Linked DNA regions of Cyprinus carpio: region 2 is linked to region 1. Evidence: chromatin contacts called from public Hi-C data. All regions are on one chromosome and are shown on one strand. The core of a region is the stretch at or near the end of the contact, and the rest is flanking DNA. Distances in the headings are between cores, read along the strand shown.

Region 1 (5,777 bases), core at 3,173-5,672:
ATTTTTTTAAATATTTTTTTGTGTTTTCTAAGGTGCAATTCTGTAAAAAATTAAATAAAATAAATAATAAAATAATTTATTTTATAATTTAAATAATTTATTGTGCGTAATTAGGATACATAAAACGCTAGCTATGAAATTAACAAGACAAAGGAATCAGCAACATGCTGTTTTCTAATGTAAATAAACATAATAGATCATTTGAGATGTCGTTGGAAGTTATGACTTTCAGAAAAATGGTGAAATGGCAGAATACTACATCCACTGTCAGATATTGTTACGAGATAATTAAATAAACTGAGAGTGTGAAAAGTGTGAAAAAGCATTTTTTTCACCCAAAAGTATACAGTAGTCACTGAAGAGACCCTTAAATATCATCATACTGTACATCACTATAATTCTTCTGCAAATCTGCTTTTATAACATCATTGCTCTTTTTATCATTTCAGTTCTATTTTAGAACATATTTATGGCACTGATTCATGGGAATTAATAGTTTGTTCCCTTTGCTGAATCTCAGCACATAGAGTTTCATAATAGGTGTGCGTGTGTGGGTGTGCGGAAAATTATGGCATCGTATTCTCTCACAATATGAGTGTTTCATAAGCAGTGTGTATTATTGAGCTCCTCCGGTTGCTCATTACACTGTCGAACAGTGCCAGGGTTAATGATCTGGGGAAGGACAATCACTTATGGCAGAGAGAGCCAAACGAGGTCTGCTAATCACACCGCTCCAAATTTATCTCCTATTTTTAAAGCACCATATTTTCATCCCCACAGGCAGAACTTTGGGCATAAATGGCAGGGAATGAGATGAGCCAAAGAGCCGATGCCATTATCAGTAATCACTGCCTCAGGTAGGTGAAAGGTGGGTGACAAGGTACAGCCTGTGTTTAAAAAACTCAAGTAATCACATATTGTGTTCAGTTAAAGAGGCTAACTGGAGACATCTGTGGGCCTTTGCAAAATCTCCTGGTAATGACCCTGAATTTAAAGGATCAAATATACAAAATTAAAATGAGTTGCTAGGAATCTGTGTCTGGAGAGAATCTGGAGGGGATTTGTTAGGCCTGTAAGTCGATGCTGAAATTCCAGCCCTTGCTTGCGATATCTCTCCTTTCAGGTTAAAAAATCTGCATAAAACAATTATATTCTGCTAAACAACAATAAAAATGTACTATAACAAACTGAAAATACATATCTGCATATAGGCTATCTTCAGCATGACAAAAGAAATCATAATTGCGAGTTTGCAGTATGAATGAGATGAGAAATAAGGCTGCTTGAATACTAACATAAAGCACGATTAGTGTAGTCTGATTTATCAACAAACAACACTTATGAATGATTCTTTTAACGAAAGATTCACAAGCTACCAGTTTAAATCAGTTTGATGAGTCCTATTTTGAATGAACTCTCTAAATGTCAGAACGATTACTAAAAACCACCCAGAACACCTTAAAAACACAGCCTAACAATGCCCTAGCAACCACCCAGAACACTTAGAAACAACATAACAACGCCCTGGCAACTATACAGAATGGTCTAACAATTCCCTAAAAACAGTGATATCAGTAACAAAAACTAAAACTATTGAAAATATTTTCATTAATTGAAATAAAACTGAAATAAAATACAATATAAATACTTGATAAAAAAAAAAAAAAAACTTGCACAATGAAAAATGTTGCTGAAAAATAATAAAAATAAAATAAGTTTAAATTACTAAAATGATTTCTTTGCCTTCAGCGATGATGTTGTGCTTTACTGTGTGGTTAGATGTAGAATCTGTAATTGCATGTGTAAACTCAGTGTGTGCAACAGTTCATTAGTGGAACTCTGCCCATAAAATATGCCTTTGCACTAACAACACTCCATGTGACTTCAACTGTACATCTAAACCATATTAAAGCAAAGCCTTTTCTGACCAAAGCAACAGAGTATATTCACCTTAATTCTCCTCTCATGGGAGGAAGTGATGCCATTAACATGAGGACATTTATGGATTATTATGTTCTAATGGTATATTTTATAACAGTGACTTGAACCAAAAATAATGCTGGTGACCTCAGCCAACAATTACATCAGACTGAACACAGGCTAAAAGAGTGGACTGAGACTAACTCAGGGAAGAAAAAGACAACAAGAAAAAAACAAGCAGTCTGTGATGATCCTCTCAGGATGACCTTAAACGTCCTCAATCTTAATCTTTGACTCTGTTTATGCCTATATATTCAGACAGTGGCATTATGATAATCCATAAAAAAAGCATTTTGTTATACAATGAAGCCACACTATTTACTAATACCTCTTTGGTCAAGATACCTCAAATGAACTTGGTTTGTGAACATTCACACTCTCAGTCATTAGGATCTAATGGTAAATATTTCATTTAAGATACTTTTTTTATATACTTACAATAAACAAATGGCTGGGACAGTCTGCAGTTTGGACTGAGTACTATCAGCACTCAGTGTCTGCCAGGAGTTGTGTTCTTGGTCCGTAGATCTCTCAAGACCACATAAATGTGGCTTTGGTCTGGATCTAGGTCTTGGCTAATGGTTTTACACAAGACCACAGTGTATTTCAGGCATTTTGTTGCAGGATCTTATCACAGGGGAAAGAGCCAAGTGGATTTTAGTGCAAACTTCAAATGCATAATGTACAAAATGTATCTGTATAAGTGAAAATTAAGTTTAACAAAATTAAGCACAATTACTATAGGCAAAGTAATGTATAGAACTGTGGCAAAAATCACAGATTTTTATTTTATGTTCATTTATTTTTAAATTGAGTTCAGTTGCAAGTTTGCTTATATAGTTTATAAAAAAAAAAATCATCTTTTGATTAAAAAAACATATATGCCTTTAATAATAATATTAAAATAATGTCTCTGATGTGGCATGGAATAATTATATATCCAATTATATATCTCCAAAAAATTAAAATAAAAAAAATTGTATAAAAAAGAAATTCAGGTATGAAAATAGACACTGCAGATTCAAAGTGACACAGACAAAAAGACAGCAATGTGCCTAGAATCCCAGAGCACAGATTAAGTCTAGTTTGAGACTAGTGATTTTAATCCGGACCAACAATGATTGTCTGGTTGTCTGCAACATTAGGTGTAAATTAAATGAGAACAACCAACAACCCATTACACTTACACTACTTATATTGACACACGATAATAAAACTCGTTGCCAAAAGATATCTGTGAAATGTTGATACATGATCTGCACAGTATGTTTGCTTTTCAATCTTAATGGAATTTACGGCAGATACTTTTCCACACTTTTGACATAAAGTACTTTAATTTGACTTGCCCTGAAGGGGCTAAAAATAAAAATAAATTACATTCTTTACTTCACTTCACTTCAAATCCAATTCCTTTCCTTCATACCAGAACCATACAAAAAACACATTTCTTTTTTTTTTTCACAACCACACAAACAAGTTTGTTTTTGTTTCAGATGACAAAAGTTGCTAAAGCATGTATTCCAATATTTTTATTAAAACATATTATTATTGAAATCACTTAATGTATCCAGATAACACTGATTACATTTAAAATTGAATGATTTATCATTTAAATGAAAATAATTTTTGCATTAAAAAACTTCATGAATTACCTATAAAATGAAATAACCACCCGAGATGTAACTTTTGCAAGGTCATTTCAGGAAAGATGTTTATATTATGAGAATGTATGATCATAAGAATGTGTGATCTCTCAACCTCTTATTCAATAAGTGCCATACATTTCTCTTTTATAGTCCTGTGCTGTGCTTTTTCCTTTTCTGACTGTCATTCTATGTTTGAAACCATCCATTTGTTCTCAAAAGCAGTTCCCTGATCAGGAATTCCACATCAGATTGTCTTTACTGACAGATGGAACAGCCTTCATCTATTGATTTACCTATATATTCCATACTCAATGTTTTGTAACCGAGGTCATATATAACTCCACTTTCCATATTTGATGACACTTATTATTCTACTGTGCTTCGAACCATTATGCATCCATCTGGGTTGATCCGTAAATGAAAACTCATGGATTAAATAAGGCCTTTAGCGAATATTAAACCTTTACAATATGCATATTTCTAAAGTGGATTAGCCTTGGTGAGATTATGACATAGGGCATGTTGTAAAGTTCATAACTGCTCTTCAGAGGGCAGATGGCCACAGTACAGTTTATACTGGGTAAACGGTTTATCCCTATCTGCCTTTTTAGGATCATTTGTAGAAATAATAATAACATTAAGCGGTTTATGAAACATTCAGCTCTTAAATCATTGTTATTTGTATCGTGACAGCATTAGTTTCTGTATTTTTAGTCTAGCGTGACACAAAGGACCTTATACAACATTTCAACAATGTTCCCGTTTGAGTTGATCCTATGCTGTGTGGATGCCAGTCTGTCTCTGTTAGCTTAGTCAATAATCCTGAAAGCTTTTTACCAATACATTTTTAGTATTCTTCCTGGTATAACCACTAGATTACTCTTAAGTACACGATTTTGCATTTGATTTGTGTTGGATGTTCACCATATTATTGGGGATGTTCCAGGTAACCCAAATCAAACTCACGGTCAGTTAAGTTCATCTGTAAAGACACAGGGACATTCAGTTGGTTTCTGCAAGTTTTATTAAAGTAAATTTTAGACTATTTTAAAGACCTTTTGAAGACCAATTTAAGAAAATGTAATGAATAAATTAAAAGCAACACAAATGAGAACACAATAAATTGTATTAGCAGCACTTCCAACTTCTAATTTCTCTATTACTTAAAAAAAAAAAAAAAAAAAAAAAAAAAAAAAAAAAAAAAAAACCTTAACTGGAAAATGGAAATAACTTTTACTGTACATTTGATTCTGATCAAACTGCACAAAAGTAGTGTCCTCCCTCAGTATTTTTGTCTTGCTTTCTGTGAAAATTAATTAATTAAATAAATAAATCAAGATGCAAAAATGACACATCATATGTCTTGAGTTCTGAGAATTTTTCCAGAATTAAGTGAATTTATGATAAAAAAAAAGGTCAAATATAAATATATTTATTTTTGTTTCAAACAAACTCACTTAATTTTATTCCGATTCAAGACTTCATATCTCTACTTTGCATCTCAAGTTAATGTGTTTTGATTTAAGGATGCTTAGGTATTTGTACTGGAAAAAAATACTGACAAACTGAAAAAGATATTCAGGTTTTTTTTGCAGTACATGCCACATTTACTACCATGACTTTATGAATGTAAGACTTTCTACTCCAATTTAAGACCTTTTAAGGCCTTAATTTGTGGAAGGGCAAATAAAGACTTTTGAAGACCCACAGAAACCCTGCTGCAATGATAAAAAGAAAAATGACGTTACACAAGATGTGGCATTTGTGCATATTTGTTGAGAGTTGTATACACGTTGAAACTTCATACAGTGGGGTCTAAAATGTCTGCTCACACTGAAAAACTGATTTTTTTTTTTTTTTTTGGAAAAAAGATATACAATTTTTAAAAAGTCTCCAGAGTTCACATTTCTTTGTTAGTTTGTCCATTATAGCCAAAGATTGGTACTCCCTCAAATACGCCCTACACCGTTTGAAAAGAAGTTATCAGTGCACATGCTACTGTGACAACGGTAAACAATCAAATATGACAAGCAGGATGAGGTGATTTGAATCATGTCAACCATAACATCAGTTCAGCATAAAAGGAGCTCTACTGTTCCAGTAAGGAATCTTTATTGACTGCCAGACAGCCATCACAGTCTCCCATCCAAA
Region 2 (5,194 bases), core at 284-2,783, 60 kb before region 1:
ATTCTAATATGCTAATTTGCTGCTCGAGGAACATTTTTAATTATTGTCACTGTTGAAAAAAATATCTTTTGCAATATTGTCTTTACTGTCACTTTTGATTAAATTAATGCATCCTTACTGAATAAAATTATATATATATATATAAGGATGAAAAACTTCATAATATGGGAGATGTTTTGCTTATGATGTAGAAATATTGTAATTGTCCAGAAACAGATGCATGGTGGGATTCTAAAATAGACCACAGGACTGCTGACATTGGGATTGAGAAAGCACATTCCTGTTTCCATATGTCTTTCTCCAAAACCTTTTTCTCTCTCTCCTTTCTCCACCCAAGAAACAAACAAAAACATGTACACTTACAACAAGAACACAAAAAACCCCCTTACACATACCATAAAACATCTTACTACTTTGTGTTTAGGCACATGATGTCAGGTTAGAATTTATGCTGTTTATATTTCCCCCATACTGTGAATATTTATGAGTCCAGCTGTCCCTTGCTCAGTTGTCTTCATTAATGAAGCGTTTGACTTGTATGAAATACTATCAAAAAAATGTCTTAAAACCCACTGCATAGGAGATCAAAGCTCTGACCGAAAACACACTTCTAAGACATCTTGAACGTCCATGTCAGGATTTGGCCAGGACTGAGCCTAACTGAGGAATGGTTTTCATACTGAAGACAAGAATAATGGGACCGTTCCTCCAACATACACAGATACTGGAAAATGACGGTAGATCCAGCCAGGTCGACTCTGAACAGTGTAGATACATTCCATCAAAATCACATCTGTGTAGTGTACATATGTTAGATCATTTAAAGCACGAGCATGTGATTTCTCGAGTCTTTGTTAGTCTATGGGATTTTTTTTCTTCACACATTTAATAATGCGCCGGGTAAAAACATTAAGCACAATTGCTTAGAAAAGCACACCTCTCTACAACTAGCCGCACAATCTGTGGGATCACTCATGCAGCACAAATGGTGTGCAACAAACTAGACACAGAAGTTTAAAGTCAACATGAAATCAAAATGGGCCTTATTTACTTTCTTAATGCATGTTCCTAGTCTTCTTGTAAATGATTCATCAGTGAATGTTATTGCAAAGAAAAATAAATCACATTGACTTGAATTCTTAGGGTTTGGGTGTGTTCAAATATCTAATCCTATGTATAATACACCTGCTCCTTTGATGCATTTCCATTGCCTTTTGATAGATAATGTAATTCCTTCATGCAATTTGTACAACAAAATATAATGTCACTGTATGAACTCACTCTTTGTGTGTGTGTGTGTGTGTGTGTGCGTGTGTGTGTGTGTGTGTGTGAAAAAAAGAGTAGACTGAGACTGAGATCTCAGGCACAGGAAACAGAGGGTTCCTGTTTTTTTGAGCCAGGCACTATTGTCTCCCTCCCTCCCTTTCTCTCTCTCTCTCTCATAAACACACTTATCTGCAATTGTTCCCTTTAAATCATATTTTGTCTGCCACATGCTAGAGGCTCGCACTGGAGCCATGGATTGTCCACAATGCAGTCTTAAACCCCGAATAAAGGTAAATTTTCTGCTGTTTTTTTTTTTTTTTTTTTTTTTTACTTTCTATTCATTAAAGAATCTTGAAACACAAAATATTAAGCACCACAACTGTTTACAACAGTTGATAATAATAAGAAAAGTTTCTTGAGCACCAAATCAGCATATTAGAATGATTTCTGAAGGATTGAAACTGAAGACTGGAATAATGATGCTATAAATTCAATCATTTAATATATTCAGATAGAAAACAGTTATTTTAAATTGTGATAATATTTTATAATATTATAATTTCTCTGTATTAAATATATGGAACCTTGGTGAACATAAGAGTTTTCTTTCAAACATATAAAAAATACCATGTATATATGTATTTGCTACTTTTTCTTTTAACAGTTTTTTTTTCCAATTATGGATGTCCTTGGCTTGGATACCCTCAAAATTTCTCTGTCCAGTTTAGTGCGCATATGGGGATAATTATGGACCCAAAGTGTCGTTAAGTAAACCTACTCAAACACACACAGACACACACTCAGACTCAGAGTGCAGATCTCTTCTCGCTGGGTGGTGGCAGGGGACCAGGGTTTAAGCATGTAAGCTATTTAAGCATCTGGATTTAATGCACCATTAAGGTCAATGGCTGACCAGTCTGCACCTGTAGCGCTCCTCACCAAACGCAGCAGCCCCTCCTCTCATTCAGCTGCCAGTGATCACTATTTCTCCACTTTCTCGCTGTCATTTCACCAAAGCAGCATCCACATTCTGAAAGCAACGTTCCCAGTTGGAAACAACAACAACAACAACAAAGTTTTATAGCCTGTCGCCACTGCAGAATGTGTCCCTGCCCCAAGCCTGACCTTCATCTTCTCATCTGATTCTTTAAGTTCTCTGCGCTGTTCTCCTCACACCCTCGCTCCCTCCACCCCCCCTCCGTCTCAGTGCAGCCTGTTCTGTTGTGTCTGCCAACTGCTCTCTGCTGGATCACAGGTTTCCTGAGCTGGAGAGCCGGGGACTGGCAGTATCAAACACTGTGAACGGCCAACTTGCTTTTTTTCCCCACTGCGCTTCGTGTACGTTCTGCTCACTGAACACATACTCCTACGCAAATGCCAAGCAGCAAAGAACCACAGATTATGACAAGAATCACAGCCATACTGTCCTGATATAGACAGACAGACAGACAGATAGACAGACAGATAGACAGATAGATAGATAGATAGATAGATAGATAGATAGACAGATAGATAGTTGAGTGGATTACATACATCTGGGCAGAACTACAAATAGATGTATTTGATACAAATAGATGTATTTTGCATGATTTTCTTCTACATTATTTCCATTTGTATGGTCATTTATGCTCTTGAATATTTGGTAGTAATAGTCTTAATGAAATGAAGGTAGTGCTGAACAAAACAGTCATCTAAAAAGCTGCCAAACCTCCACACAAATGCCCTACTTTGCTACATTTCTTCTTTACAACCACTTGCAGTCTTGAAAGAGACACTCGCTGACAAGTGTAAACATCACTAAGAATAACCTCGCGTTTGCTGAGAGGGTGATGTTTTCAGGAGCCTCGGTGCTGTCTGTGAGTGATGTTTATACCTTTTTGGCTGGTGAGGAGGTGTGATGGGTCATGGACTCGCTTCTGTTCTCTGCGCTGAATGGGCGGATGTCACCCGCGGCACCCACAAGACACTGAACTGCGCCAAAAGCGCCAGACACAGACAGACAAAAACAGCTTCAGACTGATACCGAGCAGGCGTTTCATTTCCTGCATTACAGATAAACGACTGATGTTATAATTAACAAACAAACAAATCTTGAAACTGTCTTTATAATAGGTAAGACGAATTTAGACTTATTGTCTTATAGACTTTTTGTAGTACATGACTCTGAAGACTTACACTGCATGTTCCATGATGCTTCTCGGCATTTCGCGTCATCAAAGTGCGTTTTTATTCCGAAAGTGGTGAGCTGGCTTTTGAGTAGCGAGTGAGAGAGTGTATTTCTATATTATCCGTGCATTTTTATTGTGCGTATGTAGTATTTAGGAGCTGATTATTGTTGGTAAGATAAAATATTGCCTCCGTTTAGCGCTGGTTGTCAGATTTCATTGTAAACACCTGTAATCATTAGCATTCGTGCTAACTTAGCTGTTCAATAAGAGTGAGGATCACTGCGAATTTTAAACAACAGCTGTGTATTGACGATTATTTTTCTGTAATATTTATAATTTCTTTATCATCCGGTGTCGCATGTCTCAAGCACTAGCTGTAAAAATTGTGATTGTCGCTTTTAATTGAATTAATTTCATTAAATTGTTTCTTGATAATGTGATTTTATGTATATATATATATATATTAGTTTCATATAGTGTTCTATACATGACCACTTTGAAATAAATGAAGTTTTACAGTGTGTGTGTGTCACCTACAATACAGCATAATACGTGAAACAGAACTGTCTAACCTCATAGAAACATATTTATCCTCACAGGTGGATTCTTCAATTATAATTTTGCCCTTCACCTTTGCACAGTCTTCAGCACAATGACCAAGCTCCTGGAGTGGCTTCTTGGTGCGTCACTGATCGGCATGGCATGGGGACTCGTTACCTTTGACCTCCTTGATTTGCAGTTGCCTCCTCAGTATAGAGAGCTGGTGTGGCCAATGCCTGTTTATCTGCTGGTGGTGTTTGGGTGTTATTCACTGGCAACTGTTGGCTACCGTGTGGCCACATTTAATGACTGTGAGGACGCAGCCAAAGAGTTGCAAGCACAAATAAAAGAAGCCAAAGAGGACTTGAAGAAGAAGGGACTGAAGATGTGAGAATAACATCTTACTGTTTCTCACATGCATCAACCTTTTTTTTTTTCTCTTTTTTTTTTCTTCATAATACAAATGCAAACATAGTCAAATTGTTTTTGTCTACTTTGTGATGTCTGTACTATATGCTCAAAGCTGTCCCAACTTGGTTCAAGTCTTTTCTTCAACATGAGGTAAATAATAGTTTGCAATAAGTAAACAGCTGCACACCTGTGAATGATCTATTTCCAGCATTATGACGGTCTTATTTAAAACATTACAGTCAGGCACATGCACGTATTGTCAATGTAGAGCGGTGCTATTTCTGTACAACCTCCAGAGTGTGTATTTGCATTGGCCGGGGAATGAATATGTCTTTTTTTGAACCAGTTGTTTTTAGCAGAGTCAGAATTCTGAGTCAGACTTAGAAACAAACCCACAATGTAGATTTGTGCTTGCACAAGGACAGCGTTTCAGTACATCAAAATATGTGGAACAGAATTTTGTTTTAAAATATAAACTATTGGGACTGTGCTAAGACTCACAAACTTGTCCTTATTTTTTTTTTTAAACCCTAAATTAGGGTTCTAAGCAATTTTTTGGTATCCAAATAGTTTAAAGCACTTCTTAACAGAAGGGCTTTTAAAATTAAAAATAAATTTTTTGTTTGATATTGACAGCTGTCTGGGGATTATTTTATGACACAAAAATCTCTTTTTTACTTTACTGTAGGTTACTGAAAGTCTTAAGAGGTAGCATAATGTCTACCTGTCTAATGTCTCTCTCTCTCTCTCTCTCTCTCTCTCTCTCTCTCTCTCTCTCTCTCTCTATATATATATATATACATATATAT

The links. A called contact is a pair of places that touch in the nucleus more often than the background predicts.
Region 2: a contact with region 1 is called in a Hi-C map of skeletal muscle, with 1.8 times the contacts expected there. The contact joins the promoter of LOC109092286 here to the enhancer-like site in region 1. A contact is called at or near these places in 2 of 8 Hi-C or Micro-C datasets (liver and skeletal muscle).

What each region holds. Positions count from the first base shown.
Region 1 is chrA19:10,990,471-10,996,247 of ASM1834038v1, reverse strand. No RefSeq gene overlaps it. Among protein-coding and RNA genes, the nearest start is that of LOC109092287, 33 kb to the left of the region's middle. Within about 2 kb of position 4,422, at least 1 of the 8 cell types and tissues checked has an H3K27ac peak or open chromatin away from gene starts, as enhancers often do. A contact at or near this core is called in skeletal muscle, where this site is marked.
Region 2 is chrA19:11,048,275-11,053,468 of ASM1834038v1, reverse strand. It overlaps LOC109092286 (dolichol-phosphate mannosyltransferase subunit 3-like), which reads left to right and starts at 1,533. Exons shown (of 2, transcript XM_042776423.1): 1 at 1,533-1,556; 2 at 4,034-5,194. The coding sequence starts at 4,087. The coding sequence ends at 4,365. It overlaps LOC122148806 (a long non-coding RNA gene), which reads right to left and starts at 4,176. Exons shown (of 3, transcript XR_006162623.1): 1 at 4,066-4,176; 2 at 3,140-3,237.